Linked DNA regions of Rattus norvegicus: region 1 is linked to region 2. A link is a contact called in public Hi-C data. All regions are on one chromosome and are shown on one strand. Each heading gives the region's core, a stretch centred on a gene start, on an enhancer-like site or on the middle of the called end of the contact. The rest is flanking DNA. Distances are from core to core; before and after follow the strand shown. Region 1 overlaps Wnk2 (WNK lysine deficient protein kinase 2). Region 2 has its middle 17 kb from the start of Ninj1.

The links. Hi-C and Micro-C count contacts between places; a contact is called where the count stands out from the background.
Region 1: a Hi-C map of frontal cortex shows a contact between it and region 2, with 2.7 times the contacts expected there. The contact joins two enhancer-like sites. A contact is called at or near these places in 3 of 12 Hi-C or Micro-C datasets (the A7r5 cell line, the Rat2 cell line and frontal cortex).

Annotation. Positions count from the first base shown.
Region 1 is chr17:15,811,207-15,815,599 of GRCr8, forward strand. Wnk2 (WNK lysine deficient protein kinase 2) reads left to right here. Exons shown (of 27, transcript NM_001191556.1): 25 at 1,072-1,310. Among named protein-coding and RNA genes, the nearest start is that of Trnaa-ugc8, 9.0 kb to the right of the region's middle. Within about 2 kb of position 1,790, at least 11 of the 93 cell types and tissues checked have an H3K27ac peak or open chromatin away from gene starts, as enhancers often do.
Region 2 is chr17:15,683,109-15,687,509 of GRCr8, forward strand. No RefSeq gene overlaps it. Among named protein-coding and RNA genes, the nearest start is that of Ninj1, 17 kb to the left of the region's middle. Within about 2 kb of position 2,048, at least 38 of the 93 cell types and tissues checked have an H3K27ac peak or open chromatin away from gene starts, as enhancers often do.

The DNA of each region.
Region 1 (4,393 bases), core at 540-3,039, 130 kb after region 2:
CTCCCTTGTCTGTTTATTTTTAATTTTCCCACCCCTGTTTTGTTTTGTTTTGTTTTGTTTTCTGGCTGAAAACCTCATATAGCGGTAGCTGTCTGTTGAGTCTCATCACTAACGTGTAGTCCTTCGTCCTTGCCTCCCCATCATTGGCCACTAAAGTTCACTATATTTTGGAACAGCTTGTTTGAAGAGATGGTCATTAGCTGTTTGGGGTTTTTTGTTCTTTGGGTTTTTTTTTTTTTCTGAGGCGTGTATAATTGGCTTATTCAAAATTGCTAGGTGGAATTATGTGCGTTGGGAGGCTAAGGAGGGGAGGAGAAAAATCAACAAGTCCTGTGTTTGGCCATTAAAACAGTCTCTCAGTGAGGCAAACAAGCTATTTAGTCAGGGGACCGGTTCCCAGCTCCCTGCCTCCCAGTATCACCTAGCTGTGGCTTGGAGGGTGTGGAGCATGCCCGAGGGACTCTGAGTATGATATCTTTCATTACCACCTTCCCAAATGCTCTGATAAGAAAAGGCACCATCTCCTTATCTTGATTCCAAACTGCTAAACAATCAGAATACACAAGAGCACAATGTCCAGGGGGTGCCGGAAGGCTGGTGGCAGAGCTCCTCTGTTGAGCGTTCTAAAAAGTAAGCCTGAGAACCTGACCCTGTCCCTGGGATGCCAGTGTCCATGTGTGTCAGGCTGTGCCCCTGAATCTGGCTATAGGTAGCATGAACTACCCATGCTCTCACATGTGGATCTAACGGGACATGCAGTGGTGGGCCTAGGGTAGACTCTTCATGGAGACTGTCAACTGTTCAGGGTCCCCTTCCCTGGCCTAACTTAAAAAACTAAACCACTTAAACTGGCATAGCCCAGTCACCCAGTAGCCTCACAGGGTCCTCATGGTGTCTAGCACCAGGTAGCAAAGCCCTCTGATACAGACCGCCTCTTGAAGCAAGGTGTTGCTTGGCCAGAGTAGGCCATTGATTTGTCCCAGCTGTCATGTGAGAATGACTGTGGCCAGCCTGTCAGTGGTGCCAGGTGAGTGTGTGGCGTCACCAATCCTGGCCTATATGACTCCCCAGGGTCTTCCACCAGCAGCCTGGCCCCAGGCCCTGAGCCAGGTCCCCAGCCCACCCTGCACGTCCAGGCGCAGGTGAACAACAGCAACAACAAGAAGGGCACCTTCACGGATGATCTGCACAAGCTGGTGGATGAGTGGACAACGAAGACAGTGGGGGCGGCCCAAGTGAAGCCCACGCTCAACCAGCTGAAGCAGACGCAGAAGCTGCATGACATGGAGGCCTCTGGAGAGGCTCGGGCTGTGAGTGATCATGGGTACTGGTTCTACCAGGAGGGATATGGTAGTAGGCACGGTGGCTGTGGCCATGAGCCGTTGCCAGAATCCTGGATGCCAGATGGCAAAATCCTGCTAAATGGCTTTCAAGGTCAGGGTCCATCTTATCCAAAACAATTAGGCCTTTTGCCCCTGTGATGATCAGGAGGTCAGAGTGACGTCCTATGGTCCTTGTGACCAGCAGGGGACAGGTTTGAGTCTGTGACTCTAGAACTCAGGTACACCAGAATCCCTGAGCTAGATAGCCCGAAGTCTGTCTACACTCTTCACTGTGAACAGATCCACCTCCATCTGCATGGTGTCCATCTGGCTCTGCAGAGAGGGCAGGTGTACCTCATTCCTGAGTGGCAACTGCATCCAAGTGGGACCAACACGGGGCAGAGCCAAGAGCCCACCCTCAAAGGCGTTGGCACATAGTAAGGCTTTGGCAGAGCTGGTTGTAGGAGTGTCCCCACTTTTCCAGCATTCTGGAGGAGTGTGTGGAAGATTGGTGTTATTTCTGTTTTAAGTGACTCGTGAAGTCCATGGGTGAATCCATCTGGGCTGAAGGATCATGTGGGTGTTGTTTTCAGGGTGGAAAACATCCCTCTGTGATCTTGGGCTGTGAAGCTTTTGAAACACACATGGAGTTGGAGGACTGGAGTGAACACCGCACGCCCCAGCCTGGGCTATAGGAGTTGCTGGTGGAACTACGCACACATCCGTCCTTCTCTAGGAGAAGGCTTGCCTTAGGAACCCTGTTTCTTTTCCAGTTCTAACACCATTTGGGTGTTCTGTCACATCTTGACAGTTTTGTTAAATTTTGTTTCCTTGGTAATTGTTACCTTGTCCCTAAGTTTACCCAGACTTTCAAATCAGTCACTATGTAATCATTTAGCAGTGTGCTCGATCCCCCGCTGTTTGTCATTCCCAAGTTGGTGGTTTCTGACACACACATATACACACACACCACACACACATACACACACACCACACACACACACCACACACACATACATACACATACACATACCACACATGCACATACACACACCATACATACACACATACACACACACCACACACACACACCACACACACACATACACACGCACATACATACACACACACACACCCCACACATATACACACACCACACACACACACATACACATACACACACCACACACGCACATACACACACCACACACACACACATACACACGCACATACATACACACACACACACCACACATATACACACACCACACACACACATACACATACACACACCACACACGCACATACACACACACACCACACACACATGCACATACATACACACACACACACACACACACACACACAAATAAATAAATTTTAAAAAATGTTTACAGTTCTCAGGCCAAACTTTTCAATGCCATATCTTATTTATGCCGCATCTTCTGGATTTCTGTTTCCTTCCCCTCCACTTTGCTCCTTGGTTCCTTGCATTGCCCTGTGAGGTTTTAATGTTTGTGAAAATAATTTGAGATCTTTTTATGTCAAATTCAGATTTTTTTCTTTTATTGTCTTGTATTTGTCTTTGATTTGTTTTTAACAGGCATCTTCTATAAAGTGCCTGGTCAGGGTTGACTTCTCTTTTTATTAATGGTCTGTGGGAGTCTGCTATGTCTGCTTTGTCTTATGTGACTCATATGTGCCTTATCCCCCCACCATGTGTGTATGTATGTGTGGTGTATTATATGTACTAGCCTGCTTGTATATGAACATGTATATGGAGGCCAAACATCAACATGTAGTGTTTTCTCTATCTATCCCCACCTTAGCTTTTAGGAGACAAAGTCTCTTTCACTGAGTCTGATGCTCACCGACTAGCTAGACCTCATGGCCAGCGAGCTATAGGAATCCACCTGTCTCTGCCCTTCCCCCACACTAAGTGCCACACACCTGGCTGAGGTGCTAGGACTCTGAACTCATGTTTACACACAGGACCTCTCACAGACCCTTCTTGGACTTTCTTAGAGGCAAGTGTAAAGTAGAAGAGGTTAAATTTGATTTTTTTTTTACATTTTTCTATTTTAGCTGTTGTATACCTATGTGTCAAGGTACACAGTCCTTGCCTTCCTCTAGCTTTGTTAAGCTGATTTAGAGGGATAGAAAGAGCATCTGCTATTGAACTTCAGGACGTCCATGGTTTTGATGAGCCCTAAGTGCTTGCAGGTTTTAGGTAACACACTGGAGTGCCTCTTGGCAGTAGATTCTGTCAGTGAACTGGACAGATTTATCGTTATTACCAGTCTTACGTGTCCCTGTGAACTTGACATCTGTTTCTTTATATCTCTGTAGGGTGTTAATATCTCTCATTAAATTCATCCTATGGTGGTTAATGATTGGGAGGGCTGTTGTCATAAACTACACAGCTCTGGAAATATCATCTCCCAGTTGTATGTTTCTAGGACATGGAAATGTGACTGATTCTGATACCTCGAAGCCTATGGTCCTGCTAAATTTGCTTGTTCAGCCATTCCTGTGGGGTTCTGTACACATCACCTTGTCATTTGCAGATATACGGTTTTTCTTTCCTTGTCTCATCTTGGCTGGGTCCCCTTGTTGTATTGACCAGAGGCATGAAGGAGCCCTGTGGGGAAGGCCTAATGCTAACCCCTCAATAGGTCTGGCTTCTGGCTCCACAGAGGCCTTCACTGCTGAGCATGCCTTCTGTAAGGGATTAGGGAATATATATCCCACTTTGTATGGGGAAGCTAGCTGGTGTTCTATGTTATCTGTATGTTTGTGGTGCTGAGGAGAGAAGACAGGGCCTCCTCCTATGCGCTAGGCAAATGCTCACCGTGGAACTCTTAAGTGTAGCCCTTCCAGTGGGGCTTACCCTGGAGTGAGGCGGAATCGAAGCCCGCTGGACTGTGATGTTAAATCTTCTATAGTTACTGTCTTCGGTTTCCCAAGTATTTCATTTAGGATGCTGTAGACTGCCAGTCCTTGATCTCTCTTGCTCTAGTCATATCCAGTTCTGTCTTTAGAGGTGCTGCTTCTGGAAGCCATCAACTCCT
Region 2 (4,401 bases), core at 798-3,297:
GCCAGCGGCTCTGCCCAGGTAGCTGAGAGGAGGATCAGATGCAGACGGGAGATTGTGTAGCTGCACTCTGCCTGTGCCCTCATCCACAGGAGAAGCTGGTCGTTTTGTCTGTATGTAAGTCTTTGCAACATGTGCATTTTTGGTGCCTTTAGTTCCCAGGAGAGGGCACTGGATGCCCTGGAACTGGAGTTAGAGATGACTGTAAGCGGACACGTGGGTGCTAGGAATTGAACCCGGGTCTTCTGGAAGAGCAGTCAGTGCTTTTAACCGGAGTCACCTCTCAGCCCCCATTAGCAGTTCTTACGTCTGCTGCAGCTCCTCTCCCTCTTCTCTCTCTACCTCCTTCTTTCTCTTCCTCCACTCCCCCGATCTCTTTCCTTGTTTTGGTACTGGAGATTGAAGGGAGGGCCGCATACATGCTACGCAAGGGCTCTGTCACTGAACCACACCACCAGCCCACTACCCACCCTTATGCTGAGGCAGTTCTCATCAAGTTGTTCAAACTGCTCTCCCCTCATGACCCTCCTGCCTTCTATGGCGTAGCTGGGATTACAGGCATTTGCCACAGGCCTGACTTTCACATCTCTTTGTGGTGCCTAAGTCTAAAAACTTGGTTTTTCATCTTTTCTGTGTTGGGTTGTTTTTTTTTTTTTTTCAAGTCTTTACATTATTTCTTTTTCTGATACACGTGTTATAAATCTTTTCGCAGTTCTGTACCCTAACATCCCACCCCACCTTTCCCAAAAGGCTGAGACCGGCATCCCGCTTGCCTGCCTTCTCTCGTTTTCTTTCTTTTTTTCTCAATGGCGGAGTCCAGTTCCGGGCCCAAGAGCCTGCTGGAGGCTCCAAGGTACTGCAAGTCCTTCCCGCTGAGCGCTTTGCCAGGCCTGACCAGCAGAGGGCGCTGCGGCGCTGCGGGACGCCGGGTTCCTCTGGGCTCCAGAAGAGTCAGGCCTTTCCCAAGCCTTTCATGCTCAGAGATGATTCCAAGCTGCCTGCAGTCTCGCCTAGCCTGAAACTGCTGTAGACACTTCCCAGTCTGCCTGCCTCTCTGAGTGCCCTCCCTGTGGGGCTCCCGCTCGGATGCTCGTACCATTTATAAGTATTTTATGTATTATTATTTTTAACCATTTTAATATCTCTCTCTCTCTCTCTCTCTCTCTCTCTCTCTCTCTCTCTCTCTCTCTCTGTGTGTGTGTGTGTGTGTGTGTGTGTGTGTAACAAATCTCTGGACCCTTTCGTTTTCCCAGAAACCAAAAGCTGGCAACAGCCCCAATCTACTTACTTTTCTGTTTCCCTGGTTCTGACCACTCTAGAGACCTCATTCTGTAAAGCCGTATACTGTGTGGTTCTCCTGGAACTGACTCCTTCTCCCCAGCCCCCACAGTGTCCACACAGCCATCCACGTCAGAGTGGACGCATGGACTTCCTTCCTTTTCAGGGTTGAATAACATTCAGTCACGTGGATAGCCAAGTTGCTTACCTTTTTATCTCCTGATGGACATTCGAGTTGTGCCCGTGTCCTGACTCTCATGAACATGGGTGGTCAGACACAACATGCTACCCAGTGAGTGCAGAGGTGATGGGGGGGGGGTTACCCCGGCACCTGCTCAGTGTTAAGGCAGAGTGAAGCTCAGAGTGACTGGTAACGGAACCCTCCAGAGCCTATGCACATGCTTAGAAGTTTGCTGGTGCTAGGCTGGGGTGACTTCTGTGCTCCCTGCTCCCACCCCACTTCTCAAATCTCTCTCCACTCTCAGTTCTCCCATAAACCTATTCTTACAAAGTACTCACTCTGGGAGCCCGAGACAAAGGCTCAGTCAGACCCCGGGCTGAGATGCTGAGGATACCACCAGTTCCCACACCTGGCACCCTGTCCACCCTGCAGGCTGCAGTCCAACATTTGGGCCTCCCACGCACAGCCCATTTTCCTGTGGAGCTGTTCCCGTCACTGGCTGCCATTCTGTTGGCACCCAGAGGGCTCGCCTGCCACCCAAACAGCAGATGGCCAGGAAAAGAGAGCTGGTGCACACATCACCCAGAGGAAAAAAACGAATGCAGTTGGCAGACCATGTGGTCAGAGAGGCGAGTGGCTGACACATGGCTTCTTGTTAGGTGATGCTTTGTGCCAGCTGGGGCGGTCATCGTGTGGGCAGCGTGGCCTTTGAAGGTTGATAGCTCATGACCCCACAGGGCCTGGGCTGCAGTGGGGGCTGTGTAGGATTTTATGTTTCCTTGTCTCCTTGTTTTCCAGGCTCCCAGGAGTCCCGGAGATGCAGCCTAGATCCAACCCTCTCCAGTTCTGGTCATAGCTGTGTGACTTGGTCAGATGCTCAGCTGACACATTAGATGAGCCAGGCCCCAGGCCAAGCACTGTATACATTTGGCCATTCAGGGTCCAATGTGACTATGAGTACCACAAAAATGAAGTTCTTAATAAGACAGATATTTCTTCCTCGGCATAAAAGCCAGGCTGAGGGTCAGGAAGGGCTTGGGGTGGGAACCTACACCCTCAGGAACTCACTTTCCTCTCTTCCTGCGTGATTAGTTTCAATAGATAGCCCCACCTCCTGCTCCCACAGAGCTGACTGTGTTCCAGGCATCAAGTTTTCAACCCGGCCAGCAGTAAGGAACGAGAGAAAGGCACACCCCCACTCTTGGAGCTGTTTGAAACTTTCTAGATGCCCTCACTTATATCCAATGGTCAGACTGGCAGCTCTACCTAGCCACAAGAGAATTTGGGAGATGCAGTTTCTATGGCAGCCATGTTTTCAACTGAAGTTCAGGTTTCCTAGGTCTCAGGAAGAACGAAGCGGCCGTTGGGCCACCTCTGTGGCACAGGTCTGGTTTTAACCAGTTCTGGTAACTTCTGAAGCTTACAGTGTACACATTCATTGTAGCTCAATTATACAGCATGAAATCCAGTGGTATGTCATGAAACTCCTTGTTCCTGAGGTCCTCAATGCGACCAGAGGCTATGGAGGGGAGCGGGTCACTAAGTGGGTCCACAGATGCCATCACAGGTTCAAAATGTGTTCTGCCCTAGAACTTCGGATTTGCAAAACTCTGTGTGTGTTCAGCCATGGTCTCCAGCGGCTCCACACTGACTGACCCTTGAGAGCCCTGGTATGTGCAAGGTCAAACTTCATCCTTCAAGGTCATCCTGCAGGGCTCTGTCCCCATCACACCATGGAGATCCATTGCTTGTGCCACCTGCCTCAATTGTCCCATTAAACAGCGCTCAGCCCAACAGAGCTTCCCTCTCCCTTTTTTCCCTCCTCCCCTCCCCTCCCTTCCTCTCTCTTATCTCCTTTTTCCCTTCCTTTATTCTTTTTGCAGTATGGGGGACCCAGATCCTCCTGAAGACTAGACAAGCATTCTACTGCTAAACCACACCCCAATCCCCTCACTGGGTGATTCTCAGCAGGTGCTCCTCACTGGAGGGTGGGGGCGGGGGGTAGGCAGATGCCAAGGCAACCCAGCCCCTCACTGGGGGTGTGTGTGGCTTTAATCAGGTGCTCTACCACTGAGCCATACTCCCACCTCTTCCTTTTTCTCTAATAGACGAGTTGCAGTAGAATTCTCACGGCACATGGCCCGCCCACGCCGAGCGACCATCTTAATGGTTTTCGGCGTTCTCACTGCCTGCCGCCAGTTGCAAGATGTGTTCAGCATCCTCTGTTTCGACTTCATTTTTGGAATAGCCATATCCAGCAACTGTTTGGATTCTAAAATGACTCCACCTGCTCAGCCCGCACCCCTCCCATGCAAACACTCTTATTTTTGAATTCAGGTCTGTTTCTTCCCAGAGTCTCTCTCTGTGCAAATGTGTGAGTCAAACACAGAGAAAGGTTCTTTCTGTGTGCATGGATGAATGGAAAGGCCTTTCTCACACTCCTGAATTTTTGCGTCCTTCCCGAGGGCTTCTGCCTGTTTTTCAGGGCCACCTGGCTGGCCCCTGCAGGTCCTGGTTGGTGGGATGGAACCAGTAGGCCCACGGTCCCCTCTTCTTGTTTTCTCAACCTTCAGTTCCCAGCTATTTGCTGCAGAAGGGTGACTGCCATTTTCCTTCTCTTGCTCTTCCAAAGTCCTGACTCACAGGTCAAGTGCCTCAGGCACTGACCTGGACTCCTGACATTCCTCAGCTGACTATCTCAGGAGTCCAGGATTCTCACGAGGATAGTGTCTCTGTTTTCTTTTTTTTCTTTTTTTTTTTTTTTGTGTCTTTTTTTTTTATTTTTTATTTTTTGTTTTTATTATCTTGAGTATTTCTTATATACATTTCAAGTGTTATTCCCTTTCCCGGTTTCCGGACAGACATCACCCTCCCCCCTCCCCTTCCTTGTGGGTGTTCCCCTCCCAAACCTCCCCCCATTGCCACCCTCCCCGCATACTCTAGTT